Regions from separate parts of the Gossypium hirsutum genome. Here region 2 is linked to region 1. Evidence: chromatin contacts called from public Hi-C data. All regions are on one chromosome and are shown on one strand. The core of a region is the stretch at or near the end of the contact, and the rest is flanking DNA. Distances in the headings are between cores, read along the strand shown. Region 1 has its middle 18 kb from the start of LOC107945088. Region 2 holds the start of LOC107945090 (NAC domain-containing protein 6).

Evidence for each region. A called contact is a pair of places that touch in the nucleus more often than the background predicts.
Region 2: a contact with region 1 is called in a Hi-C map of leaf, with 2.0 times the contacts expected there. The contact joins the promoter of LOC107945090 here to the enhancer-like site in region 1. A contact is called at or near these places in 5 of 34 Hi-C or Micro-C datasets (leaf and petal).

The regions. Positions count from the first base shown.
Region 1 is chrD12:5,331,877-5,334,528 of Gossypium_hirsutum_v2.1, forward strand. No RefSeq gene overlaps it. Among protein-coding and RNA genes, the nearest start is that of LOC107945088, 18 kb to the left of the region's middle. Within about 2 kb of position 1,360, at least 7 of the 9 cell types and tissues checked have an H3K27ac peak or open chromatin away from gene starts, as enhancers often do. A contact at or near this core is called in leaf, where this site is marked.
Region 2 is chrD12:5,380,063-5,382,714 of Gossypium_hirsutum_v2.1, forward strand. LOC107945090 (NAC domain-containing protein 6) reads left to right here and starts at 1,345. Exons shown (of 3, transcript XM_016878940.2): 1 at 1,345-1,720; 2 at 1,815-2,083; 3 at 2,198-2,652. The coding sequence starts at 1,537. The coding sequence ends at 2,623.

The sequences.
Region 1 (2,652 bases), core at 110-2,609:
TTTAATAGTAGAGTGACTAGAATTGAAAATTCACCTAAAAAGAGTCACGAAATTAAAAAAAAAAACTCCTACGACTAAAAATCTTAATTCGATTAAAAGCTTGAGTGACTATTTAAGTCGTTTACCCTAATGTATTTTATCTCAATTTTATCAAAAATTTATCAATTTGTTCATTATTCTAAATATTCAAAAAATTATAATTTTAAAATATTAAAAAATTATAGAATTATGAAACTAAAAACTTAGCCATTTTTCATTAAATAAAATAAAGTTATAAAAACTAATAAAATATAAAAATTGTTTAAAAAAATATAAAATAAAATTAAAGTAAAAAGTAACTGAAAAAGGGCGCCGTCCCTAGTTCGAGACACCCCTTTTAAATTCAAATATTATTTTTTTATTTTTATTTTATTTATTTTTATTAAAATATTATTTTTACACTTAATATACCATTTGATATTTGAACTTGACATTTTTTTCTAGTTTGGTACCTAAATTTTTTTAGCCGAGTTTGGTATTTGAACTTGACACATTTTCTTAATTTGGTACCTAATTTTTTTTTTGTCTCAATTTGGTAATTGAATTTGATATATTTTTTAAAAATTCGGTACCTAAGCTTTTTTTTAAGATCAATTTGGTCCAAAAGTTCAAGTCCAAGATTAGGAAAAGTGTCAAGTTTAAGTACCAAATATTATATTAAGCTTATTTTTTTATAGGTAGTGTTGCCTGACATATTAGCAACACCACCTTTTACTATTCAAAACGATCCATTCTCGTAAATAATCTACTTTCCTTCCCATTTTTATAATTATTATTTTTATGTATTATTAATGTAAAAAAAAACCATGCATTTCTTATGTTTTTAGTCCATTTTGTAATGGACTCTAAAAAAAACTGTTTGATAACTTCGGCCGAAGAAAAACCACCATTTGGCATGTTTGGTCAATGAGAAAATGTCACATGAAACTATCTTATAAAATATATAAAACTTTAAAAACATTATAAAATTGAAATAAATATATAAAATTTAAAATTAAAATATATAAAAATTATAATATAAAGTCTAAAATATATAAGAAAATATACATATAATTTCTAAACAATTATTTTAAATATTTTATTTTCCTTTTCTATTTTTTCTCTCTATTGTTCACCTCTCTTTCTCAACTCTTCTTATCTTTCTTCTCTAGTTCTCCTAATGTTTTTGCTGCCACAATGCCCTTAAAATTCTGCAACTTTTCCTTGTCCTACTATAACTTTTTTGTTTTTTTGAAAATTAGCTGGATTTTATTATTGAAGATAAAACAAAGCCCAAAGCAGAAAATCCAAAATACAAAGTGGCCAATTCCTAAAGACCGGCCCAAACCCAACAAAAGATAGGAGTGTGTTCTAGAAACTTTTGCTATCAACAACATTAAACATAAACACGACTCCTGAGATAACACTAGTTAAAATATCTCATAAATTCTCACAGCTTTCAAATCCTCTTCCCCAAGCTTCAGCAAGACAGAAAATAGAACAACACCCATTAGCAGATTTACCCACTCCTTAGACGATCTCTTTCCACCATCTCCACGGCGTAACCAAGTACTCCTCCATTTTTCATCCTTTTGTTCTCCATTTCTTAGCCCTTCTGTCGCTAGCAGATTTGCAACTTCATTCTTTGTCCTTTTGCCATGTAAGAACTTGCATATCTGAAAAGCTTTACTTAGCCAAAGACAGTCTCTAATGATAACACTGATCTCCAATTTATCATCCTCATCCTTTTGTAGTTTTTTTTTTATTACTGATAAAGCATCACTCTCGACCTCTACTGCCATGACCCCTAGATCCAACCACATTTGAAGCGCTTGGGCGCATGCAATAGCCTCTGCAGCAAAAACTGAAGAAACCCACACATTTTGAACAACTCTAGACCCGAATACCTTCCCTTTCGAATCCCTTCCAACAATCCCAGAACAAGACCTGTGCTCATCCTTTTTAAATGCATCATCAAAGTTGATTTTCACAAAGGGGCTCTCCAGTGGTTTCCACCTCTCTTCCACCCTCGACTTGACAGGTAAAAGAATTTTTAGCCCATCCAATTCGCTCAAGTAATTTCTTACGAAATTTGCAGTTTCTAACGTCGTTATCTTTTTGCTTTCATGCACCCATCTATTTTTTGCTGTCCATATCGCCCACAAGCCACAAACAAAAATACAGCACTGATTCTAGGAATTATTCTCAAACAACCAGGTATCCCAACTCAAAAAATCCATATCTTCAATTAAGTTTGGCCACTTACAGTTTAATTCTTGCCAAAATTGTTTTGTCACTGAACATTCCCGAAAGATATGTTCTCTGGACTCCACCGCATCCGCACAAATAGGACAGAGGGCATTTGTTGTTAATCTCCTGTATTGTAGATTACTTAGCATAGGAATAAAATTCATGAAGCATCTCCATACTATAATCTTCAATTTTTAGGGGAGATTGACTCCTCATAGTTTCTTGTAAAATTCCCTGAAATATGTCTAGTTGTAAAATTGATTAGCCACCCTTAATTGTTGCATCAAAAGCTTGTAAACATTACGAACTGAAAAAGTTGAAAATACAACTAGGATTTTTGGTAATAAAACCGAAAATATAGCTACAAATGATATAAAATCCAAA
Region 2 (2,652 bases), core at 95-2,594, 48 kb after region 1:
TAGGAGATTTTATCAACCTTGGATCTATTTGAGAAATTGGTCCTCAAGAACATATGTTTTCTCAAGGGTTTTGCCAATCAACTTCTCCTACAGGGCGATGAGCTCGTTAAATGAATAGGTGTTCTTGGAAGACCTGATGAATAGAGTCTTGTTCAATGTTCTGGGGTCATTGGCAACTTTGATGGTGTAGGTTCCAATGTCAGCTTCATGGTTGAAAACAACTGCAAATGGTGATGGCAGATGTTTTGTTTAATCTCTAAAACTAAGCGGTCATCAAGTTTCTGATTAGAAATGCTTTGTTTACCTTTAGGCTTTGGTGCTGCCTGTCAGGTAGGCACCACCAAATCTCAGGTTGTGTTGGGTTATACGGGTTATTTTGGTGCTGCCAACTAACTACTCTCCATCAATATAATATATTTTTTTGGTTAACTGATTTATGTCACTGTCAGAAAAAATAAGTAGTGTGACCTCTGCACCACCATCCACCCCTAAACAGCCAATTCCCGTAATTAATTGGGGTGAGATACCATTTTTGAATTTTTTGTTTTATTTTATAATATTTTGGTAAAAAAGCTGGTGAAACTTCTATTTTCTAATGTGTGCATGTTACCAAAGTGTTCAATGACTAGATTTATTATACGGATTATTATGAAAGTGTATCTTCTCATTTAAAAAGTGCGACTTAATTTTCTCTTCAATCTCTATTATTGTATTTTATTCTTTAGAGTTGTAATAATTGTATATAAACATTCTCCTACATAAAATACTTTTATGTTCTTAATATTTAGAAAGAAACAAAGTAGCAAGAATAATTAATTCAATTCAAGTTTAATTGTAGAAGTTTGGAAGACTAAAAAACAACCGGAGGCGAGCTAACAGTAGCTTTTGGCTACCTTAAAATGAAAATATTTGAATTAATCTTTTTAAAAATAATAAATTAATTTATAATAAAATTAGATTTTGTTTTTTAAAAATTTTATAATTCAATTTCGAAAAATTCTACCTTTCTCACTGTATCTAAGATTATTTCAAAGATCAAAGTATGAGGTAGAAATTTCCTTTCAAAAACCTTACTATTATGGCTTGGAATTTCCAAGCAAAAGTCCACATTCACAAAAATAAAAGGCGAAAAAAGAAAAAGGAGGTCAAGCAAGACCTGAGAAATCAGTCATGGTCTACCTCACACAAATCTAGCAAAGATTAATCAATTGCGACTTTATTGTGTATAAGCGTGTGGGTTCCACCATTTGTGAAAGACTTCAGTTTCCATTTTGTACAGTACTTTTAAGTTCTTTCATGATTTTCTTTGGTGATGACTTGGTCTTAGTTTTGAAGCTTTTCATCACAACATTTTAAACAGATACTTCTAATCTTTCACTTGTCCAAAACGTTTATAAATCAGCAATTTCATCTAGCATCCTTCTAAATATCCACCCAAGCCGGTGTCTTTTGCATGCAAAATCACTTTCTTTTTTCTTTTAATTTCATTTTCAATATTAACCCAAACTGAAACCCTGTAAAAATACTTATACCTCAATGACCTGCCAATCCAATTCTGATGATACCACCCTAGAGATGGAACTTCCGGGCTTTCGATTCCATCCAACAGAGGAAGAACTCCTTGGTTTTTACCTCAAAAACATGATTTACGGCAACAAGTTGCGTTATGATGTAATTGGATTTCTCAACATTTATCACCATGATCCCTGGGATTTGCCTGGTACATAAGTGTTCATTTGTTTGTTTAACCACATAGGAAAATATGATTGTTTAATATATGTCTAATTCGGATGTTGTTCTTTTTTTTTTTTTAGGATTGTCGAAGATTGGGGAGAGGGAATGGTATTTCTTTGTGCCTAGAGATAGGAAGCATGGCAATGGAGGGAGACCAAACCGGACGACTGAAAATGGGTACTGGAAAGCCACTGGTTCTGACCGGAAAATTGTGAGCTTATCAGATCCAAAGCGGATAACTGGCCTGAAAAAGACTCTTGTTTTCTATAAAGGGAGAGCTCCACGAGGAAACAAGACTGATTGGGTCATGAACGAGTATCGCCTCCCAGATGGTTGCTCCTTGCCTAAGGTAGCTTTTTTTTTTATTTCTTAAGTTAATTTGCATTGAAACAGGATTGCTTAAATTACATTAGCAGACTTAAATGGAAGGTCTTGGGTCTTATTCTTCTATGATTGAATGCAGGACATAGTTTTGTGCAAGATATACAGGAAAGCTACCTCCTTGAGAGTACTGGAGCAAAGAGCAGCATTGGAAGAAGAGTTGGAGGCAACGAACACAACAACTTCTTCTCCATTGTCATCCTTAGAGACCATCTCCTTTCGCAGCCCAAAAGAAGATTTGGTGCCATCAATTTCTGAAACCAGAGAATTCTTCAAGAAAGAAATTGAAGAAGAAAAAGAAGCAATGGTGGAAGAGAAAAAAGATATAATAGCAAAGGAGAACAAAGTTTCTCCACCATCTCTGCAATTTCCTGTGGGCAATGAAAAATTGGCAGAGCTTCAATTGCCCAAAATTATAAATGACTGGACCCAGGATCAATTCTGGACTCAGCTAAATAGCCCTTGGTTTCAGAATCTGACACCATATGCAAACATCCTGAATTTCTAATACCCTAAGTTACTTTGCCAAGCCAAGCT